Regions from separate parts of the Mus musculus genome. Here regions 1 and 3 are each linked to region 2. A link is a contact called in public promoter capture Hi-C data. All regions are on one chromosome and are shown on one strand. The core of a region is the stretch at or near the end of the contact, and the rest is flanking DNA. Distances in the headings are between cores, read along the strand shown. Region 1 overlaps Rprd2 (regulation of nuclear pre-mRNA domain containing 2). Region 2 holds the start of Ctss (cathepsin S). Region 3 holds the start of Car14 (carbonic anhydrase 14).

Region 1 (2,700 bases), core at 36-2,535, 270 kb after region 2:
TGCAATCAAGCACAGCCTTCAACTCCTGATCTTCCTTGCCTCCATTCCCTAGTGCTGTGCTCTGTAGATGGGGGCACACCTGGCTTCATAAAATACAGTAATGCTGGTGATATAAAACGGAAGCAGCTTTGTATCTTTCCCACTAACTCACTGCCTAGCTCCAATCTTATTGCTTTGGCTCCCTTGATGCCGATATTACAGCATGCACATCGAGTTTCATTACTTTCTTGGGTTTTTTTTTGTTTGTTTGTTTTGTTTTGTTTTTTAAAAAAATGGGGCCTCACCAACTCTCCGAAGCCAGCCTCAAACTCAGAAATCTACCTGCCTCTGCTAACACAAACGTCTCTTAATTATTCTAATGTCAACTATCCCTAATGTCACTTTTACCACAAATCCTTCCCTCTTTGCCACCCAGCCTAGGAAACTCCCTAGCTCACTTTTCTCCATTGTAGTTACCTTCCCGACTTACAAGTCAAGAGTGTTGGGCCTGCCTCTCTCTCAGTGGTAGAGCCTTTCTGTGCCCAGCATTACAATGCCCTGGGTTTAATCCCGTTACCCCACCTCATAACTCACAGAATATGACCCTAAGGAGAGAGAGAAAGAAAAGGAAAAGGAATCATGATTGCTGGGCAAGGGTTTTGTGCGCTGTGTATTCAGATACTGATGACTGTGCCCAGAGATCTGGTACCAGTCAGGATGGTGGCACTGTCAAGCATCTCCTGTCTCCACGTTGTGTAAAAACTGTTTTCCATCATCTGATTGGTTAATAAAGTGCTGATCAGCCAACAGCTGGGCAGGAAAGAATAAGGTGAGACTTCCAATCCCAAGGAGGTCTCTGGTGAGGATCAAAGAAAAAGATTCACCCTGAGATTGCCAGGGGAGTTTCCATGAGGACACAGATGAAGGCAGGTAACGGGACACATGGCAGGGAAGTAGGCCAGGAAGTCATGGGGGTTAGAACAGCTCAGAACCTGTTCAGCTTAGTGCCTGACGCTTTTAATACATATACCAGGTCTCCATGTCATTTACTTAGGAGATAAAAGGAGTAACAGAAAAGCCCCCTGAATGTACTTTACACAGGATTAGGGCAATCTTTCCTAAGTTAGCCAAGAGAAAATTAAAAGTTCACTCTTCTTTTTCTTTTCTCTTTTTGGAGACAGGATCATGTAGCATAGGTTGACTTCAAACTTATGAAGCCAGAAATGACCCTGAATTCCTCTGCCTCCACTTAAAGTTTAGAAACTGTGAAGTGCTGATTAAACAAATGGTTCTGAGAGGACTATTTACTCAGAAGGGGAGAATGAAGCCGAAGACACTTAAGTCCAATGCAGAAAAGGACAGCACACTAGGGAACTATAAAGGTGACATTTCCAATATGGAAGGCAAAGATATCAAGGCCAAGTTTCAAACAGCTCAACTTAAATAGTTTGAAGATTATAATTCTTTATTCTGAGATACTGTGCTTCTAATTCTAACAGTTTGTAAAACAGTAGTAATTAAACCAATGGTAGCATTTTATGGTCTTTGGTAAAATAAATTGACAAACTTAAGATCTTACACATTAGCCGGGCGGTGGTGGTGCACGCCTTTGATCCCAGCACTCGGGAGGCAGAGGCAGGAGGATTTCTGAGTTCGAGGCCAGCCTGGTCTACAGAGTGAGTTCCAGGACACAGCCAGGACTATACAGAGAAACCCTGTCTCGAAAAACCAAAAAAAAAAAAAAAAAGATTTTACACATTAAAAAAAGAAAAAAGAAAAACTATACTTGATGGGGAAGGTGGCTGATCAGGACTGGCCGGCAAGGTAGTCCTACTTAGATGACTGCCTACTGGCCAAGCAGCTGGCCACTGAGATCCTGTCTTTTACAAAGGAGTGAGGGGAGTCTCCTTAGCAATTAAGGCCTTGGGTTAGACTGTAGACACATACACAGTGGTTCACACCTCCAGTTCAAGAGGTTCTGATGTCATCTTCTGACCTCTGTGGGCATCACATGCACACACACACACACAAAGGCAAATAACTCAAACAAATACATTAAAATGAATCTAAAAAAACAAACCTAGGTTGTCAGTGTCCCAGGATCACCAAGGATGCTCTCTGGATGAAGACTACACAGTGCACCCATACATATGAACAGGCACACACAGAATTTTGTTGAGTACATCTGCAATCCTAGCACTAAAGTATCGAAGGCAGAGGAAATGCTAACAGTTTTTGACCAACATGGGCATAGGTCCTAGTCTCAAAATCAAACATACAAACGGTAGCTTGCCCACATGTTGCTAGGCCTTGTGTTCAATTCCTAGTGCCAGAGAGAGGGGGAGGGAGAGCTCTGAGCGTAAACAAGCAAGAAGCCTGGCTCAACAGGTGCCTCCAAGCCTGGTGACTGGAGTTCCACACAGTGAAAGGAGAGAATAAACCCCTGCAAGTTGTCCTCTCACCTCCACATACATGCCATAGCACAAGTGCACACAAGCACACATACACAAATAAGTAACTGTAGACATCCTGTGCCTAGCCCAGTCTGATAAGTGTAGTTCTTACCCTTCATCAATAAAGCATCTTTCAGCAACATAAGGAACTGTGGGTTGCCCAACCAATACATCTACAACACAATTCCTACACCTAAGGGTCAGGGAAAATCAAGAAAGAAGGGTAGAAAGATTTTTAAGAGCCAGAGGCAGTCCCAGCACTTGGGAG
Region 2 (2,700 bases), core at 4-2,503:
ATAGATAAACACTTGAAACATTTTCATATGAAACATATTACACATGAGATCTAGGAATTATTTCGAAATAATCTGGGAAATGGGAGCATAAATGAAACAAGTTGGCAGTTCCAGGAGATTATTGAAACAGGAGTTCCTCACCTCACTGCCTTCTTGTTTTGTATTTTGAGGACAAGGTTTTATGTAACCCAGGCTGGCCTGAGACTAGCACTATACCTGGCCAGATGTTCTATTTCAGCATTTTAAATTTTCAGTAAAAAAAAAAAATCAGTATAAGCAAAGTAAAAACAAACAAACAAACAAAGAAAAAAACCAATGGAGAACTGTGAGAAGGCAGGCGGAGTGTACGGCACCACCAGAGACTGCTAGCCAGAACAGTAAAAACAGGCCCTGCAGATCACCAAGAAAACCGATAAATACACTAGAAACATGAGCAAAATAATTGAAAATGCAATCCTCAGAAAACTCAGTGGTCAAAAACATGGGAGAGATGCCCATTTTCATTGGTGATTAATAAAGATTCAGGTTTAAAAACCAATAGTTCATTTTACCCCAGCTGTGCCTAGAAGACCACAGTGGCAGTTGGGTGTATATCCTGGTGTGAGTAAGTGTGTGTGTAACTGTATATGTGTGCATGTGGGTATAACTGTGTGATAACTGTGCTGTATATGTATAACTATGTGTGAGATTAACTGTGAATATGTGCATAATAACCATATGTATGGATGAATGTATGTGTATAACTGTGTGTGAATATGTGAGATAACCATGTGTGTATAATTGTATGTTTGTGAGAGATAACTATGTGATAGAACTGTGTGTATAAGTGTATGTGTATAACTCTGTGTGTGTGTGTGTGTGTGTGTGTGTGTGTGTTAAGATCCTTTGAACTAAAACAAAGGAACTGATGAGTGAGTATTAGACACAATAAGTCATACATGACTTGTGTTAAAGGATAAGACAGGGCTTCCTAGGGAATCATGTAGCAACCTGAGATTTGAGGCGCCTGATCCAAATGTCTTTATAACTAAATGTTTCCATCTCAGAACCGATGTGAATAAAATGGACCACCAAAATGACACAGGGTTGGAGGAAAACTTTGTCCTGTTCTCTGCTGAGGTCATTCTATTGATGGCCTCTACCATGGAGCCCTCTGGGCAGCTCATTACACACAAACTGTCCCAAGGTGAGAAGGAGAGGGCGGAGGCAGCTGTTCTCATAAGTCTTTAAATGAAACCGAAATGAAAGTTCACTTCCTCATTGTGGATGCTTCATGTGACAAGCTCCGATTTCTTTTTAGAGTCATTTCAAGCAGCCTCCTGCTGCCAGGGACATCTTTGGAGTGAGCACCACACTTCAGGATGACCATGAGGGCTCCTGGCCACGCTGCCATGTATGTACTGTCTGCTTCTTTTGTTTTCTTCATATATGGCCTTAAACATGCTCTATCTTTTCATCAGTCAGGCCGCTGGGATTTTAAATCTTTGCTTTCAGGAAGTAAGCTGAAAACAAAAATCATGCCGCCCATTCGCCTCTTGTTTTTCTGATTAGGGAGAGTCTGTTTGAGAGATTCTTGTTGGCTTAACTGTGTGATAACTGTGTTGTATGTGGATGCGGTGAGATTTAAACCTGGGCTCCTGTGAAGCATGAGCTGAAGGCTCACACCATTTAAAAAATTCAGTTTCAGCCGAGGAGTGGCGCTTCACCCCTTTAATCCCAGCACTCCGAAGGCAGAGGCAGGCAGATCTCTGAGTTTGAGGCCAGCTACAGCCAGGGATACACAGAGAAACACTATCTCAAAAAACTAAAATAATAATAACAACAACAAAAACAATAATAATAAATCCAGTTTCAGGCAACTACTGAATTTCTGTTAAATATAGGAACGGAGCGGGCATCAGCTGTGTTTTTTAGAGGCTGGGCCTCACCTCTTAAATTTGGCGGCCTTAGAACTCGATATGAAGACCAGGCTGGCCTCAAACTTACAGTGCTCCTCCTGCCTCACCTCTGCCTCCTGAGTGCTGGGATCACAAGCGTGGGCCACCACACCTGGTGAGAAGCCTGTTTGGGGTATCTCCTCTGAAACAGATATTTGATTTGTTGGGGAGAAATGTGAAAAAGGAAAATAACCCAAGGGTGTACAAATCTAAGAGCTGGGTTGTCCTTTAGCTTCTCTGAAGGCGAGCACGGTTATTTGAGAGAGAAGGTTGAGCTGCTTGGTTGTTTGTATTACTTTGGTGTTCACGCTCAGGCCAAGGGTCTCACCCATACTAGACGAGTGTCAGACGTGGCGCTGCATCCCCAGCCTTCTCTGTGTTGCCTGGACAGGCCTGGAACTCCCTGTTGACAGTCCTCCTGCGTTGGCTTCTGAAGATGGGACTATAGGTATCCACCATTGTACCTGGCTTAGTTTTGAAATTAAATTTTAACCAATTTAAGAGAGGAGAGTAACTATACATATTAATGAGGTGCTATGTAGTGTTGCCATACACCCCCCACCCCACCCACCCACACACTATGTTGTGGTGATTTAATTTTTTTATTATTTTTGGTTTTTCGAGACAGGGTTTCTCTGTGCAGTCCTGGCTGTCCTGGCGCTCACTCTGTAGACCAGGCTGGCCTCAAACTCAGAAATCCACCTGCCTCTGCCTCCCAAGTGATGGGATTTCAGGGATGTGCCACCACTGCCCGGCCAGTGAT
Region 3 (2,700 bases), core at 42-2,541, 380 kb after region 2:
TTTCCTCTTTCCAAATTGTTTCTTCTCAGAAGAGATTTGTGACTCCTCATTTTCTTTTGGATCCCTTGGTCCCATCTTCCTCTCGCTTTCTAGATAATCCCCCCCCCCACCTCGTCCTTCCAATAAACTTTAATCCCTCACCTACTATGTGCTGGATACAGAATGGGGCCTGAGAAGCACAAAAACAGGGTGTAGAAACCAGGCATGGGGAGGCAGAGCCAAGCAGGTCTAACCTCAGCTACAGAGTGAGTTTGAGATAGGTCTGGCCACGTGAAACCTTGTCTCAAAAAAAAAAGTAAATAAAAATAAGCAATAACAACAAAAAAAGTTGTGGGAATCCTTCAGGCGTTCCAGAAACAACTTAGCTTGTTTTCTCCAACGTCTCCCCACCTCTCTCCTAATCCTGAAAGCCCTTTGTACACTATAAAGAGCTGAGCAAACGTTTAGTCGTGTTCCTTTCAGGGAAATGGACCAGCTGCCCCTGCCCCTTGGCAGGTAATGGAGTTATCCTTTGATCAGCAGAGGGTCGGGGTCTGAGTCGGGCAGGACTGCAGCACGTGTCCCTTCTCACCCCTGCTCTCCCTAACCAGCAGAGTGCGTAAACAAAGACGGGCAGGAGGGCTGCCCGGGACTAGGGCAGTGGGGAAAGAGTGGACTGGAGAACTGTAGCTGGCCGAGTGTCCTACACTCCTGAGCATTCACACACTGGCCTCTGGCTAGCTCTCCCTGTCGCAGAGATAGCAGTAATCGCTGGGTTAGAGAGGAAAAGGAAAAGAATGGAAGGATCTCCTCCATAGTCTTTCTCCCACCCCATGCCTCCCCCCCCTACCCCCCAGCCCCTAGGCTTCCCTTTCTGAAACCTCTCCTCCCCCACATAAGTACACATGGCTACGGGTGGACATTAGCACAGACCCAGTTGTACCTACCCCCATCTGCAGCCAGGATCCAAGTCACCTTTAACAGGAGAGCGAAGAACAACATATTATCCCCACAATGGGGTACAAGGGACCAGGAATTTGGGGTTTAGAAGAGAGAGGTGGAGAGGGAGGGAGAGAGAGGAGTTTCTGGCGTTCTATCTCTTTTCTTCTTGTCTCTGTCTCTGCAGACTTCCAGGGACTTGATTTTCCACAGGTTAACACGAACTTCTGGATCCCAGGATAAATTTCTTCCTCTCTCACTTTCTCTCTCTTCCTCTCTCTGCCCTCTCCGTATGTCCCTTCGTAATCTCCACACCACTTACTGGCCAGCAACTTCACAGTTGCCTCCCGCTTTTAAGGTGGCTCGAAACCGGTGTACGTGAGGAGGGGGGTGGTGCCTGGGCTGCAGCCGAGCAGCTCCTTAAATAGCGGATTAGGCATGCAGGATGGCCCAGCAGAGCCCAGCGCCCTGGCCTTGGCTCAGGACCCTGGAGTGAGCTCTTCCTTTGCTATTTACACTGCCGCTCGTACGGGTGTCCCCTGGAACTCTCGGTCAGGGAAGGGGGGTTTCGCACCTCTCCCTCCCAGGACACCGTGTTCTCATTCCCCTGCCTGAGGAGCACATCCCTGGGTGGTATGGGACTGCTGGTGGGGAACCTGTTTCTGAAACCAAGAGAAGTTGAGCTGGTTGGAACCAGAAAGAATTCAGATTCGGGAGATAGGAGAACAGAAGTTGGAGGCTCAGGGAGCAGGTGGGGAGTGGAAAGTCAAACTTTAAAATCTGGATTGTGGAGAGCAAGAAGTGGGGCGAGGAGAATATTTGTCTTCTGCCTCGTCTTTCTCTGGCGCCTGTCACCACCCCCTTCCCTTGGTGAGGCTTAGGTCCACGTGCCTGTGTAGCCTGGGGTGGGGGTGCGGTTTTGTTTGCCGGATAAAGCCCATTTGTGTGCACAGCGGGGGAGGGGTTGTCGCAGCACCAGGGAGAGACAGCATTCTAACTACCAGATCCAGCCACCTCCCTCCCCAGGGAGCCCAGATCTAGGGCGCCTTTTGTCACTGAAGAGGACACTGACCCCTAGCAGAGAGGCCGGGCAGGAGGAGTGATGGGTGACTGTAGAAACAATTACTGTCACCATGAGAAAAAGGCGGACTCCAAAGAAAGAGAGGGGAGGGGCCATAGAAAGGCCATGTGACCAGGTGGGTGAGGGGTCCAGGGGCTTCCCGCCCACCCAACAAAGGGTCCAGGCAGGTCCTGTGGGATCAAGTGAAACTTGCTGTGGTGGAACTGAGTTTGCTAGTGGAGCATGGAGGCTGCGTGGCGTCTCAGGAATGTGGCTGGTGTGCGCTCCCCCACGGGACTAGAAATCCCGATCGGAATGTACATCCTAAGTCCCTCATTAGTGAGTGTGAAGACCACAGATAATTTCAAGCTAGATGGTGAAATCTCTCCTCCATAACCTCTGTGAGGTCTTTCTGCCCTCCTTACTCCTATCAAGTAGCAATAAATAGCCAAAACAAAGGAGCAGAAGCCAAACAAGGGCACGGGATAAAAGCCAAATGAACAGAATAATGCATGTGCCAGGTCATCACTCCTGCGGAGACAGGAGCTCAGAGTGCTTTTCTGTCCCACGACTGAGCTTCAGAGTAAGGACTTTTTAAAAATATATATATATATTTAAAATACACACACACACACACACACACACACACACACACACACACAACGTTTTATCGCTTTGCGAATACTTCATCCCCTAAAAAAAAGTTTCCGTCTTAAAGTTCT

The links. Promoter capture Hi-C pulls out the DNA fragments that hold promoters and counts their contacts.
Region 1: a contact with region 2 is called in a promoter capture Hi-C map of cranial neural crest. The contact joins the enhancer-like site here to the promoter of Ctss in region 2. A contact is called at or near these places in 15 of 39 promoter capture datasets (the 3T3-L1 cell line, the C10 cell line, the HPC-7 cell line and 11 more), 2 of 15 datasets of contacts at CTCF or cohesin (the NIH/3T3 cell line and embryonic stem cells), 3 of 484 Hi-C or Micro-C datasets (CD4 T cells, bone marrow-derived macrophages and embryonic stem cells), 34 of 115 datasets of contacts at active chromatin or transcription factors (the 230-238 cell line, the NIH/3T3 cell line, the SCID.adh cell line and 20 more) and 2 of 9 other capture datasets (adipose tissue and liver).
Region 3: a promoter capture Hi-C map of pre-B cells shows a contact between it and region 2, with 5 times the contacts expected there. The contact joins the promoter of Car14 here to the promoter of Ctss in region 2. A contact is called at or near these places in 8 of 39 promoter capture datasets (cranial neural crest, embryonic stem cells, frontonasal cranial neural crest and 5 more), 1 of 15 datasets of contacts at CTCF or cohesin (the NIH/3T3 cell line), 7 of 484 Hi-C or Micro-C datasets (the G1E-ER4 cell line, cardiomyocytes, embryonic stem cells and 3 more), 6 of 115 datasets of contacts at active chromatin or transcription factors (bone marrow-derived dendritic cells, bone marrow-derived macrophages, craniofacial prominence and 3 more) and 2 of 9 other capture datasets (adipose tissue and embryonic stem cells).

What each region holds. Positions count from the first base shown.
Region 1 is chr3:95,799,301-95,802,000 of GRCm38.p6, forward strand. The region is part of intron 1 of Rprd2 (regulation of nuclear pre-mRNA domain containing 2); the gene reads right to left. Among named protein-coding and RNA genes, the nearest start is that of Gm26361, 3.8 kb to the left of the region's middle. Within about 2 kb of position 1,286, at least 3 of the 459 cell types and tissues checked have an H3K27ac peak or open chromatin away from gene starts, as enhancers often do.
Region 2 is chr3:95,525,533-95,528,232 of GRCm38.p6, forward strand. Ctss (cathepsin S) reads left to right here and starts at 1,254. Exons shown (of 8, transcript NM_021281.3): 1 at 1,254-1,393. The coding sequence starts at 1,368.
Region 3 is chr3:95,903,394-95,906,093 of GRCm38.p6, forward strand. It overlaps Car14 (carbonic anhydrase 14), which reads right to left and starts at 1,292. Exons shown (of 11, transcript NM_011797.3): 1 at 927-1,292. The coding sequence starts at 981.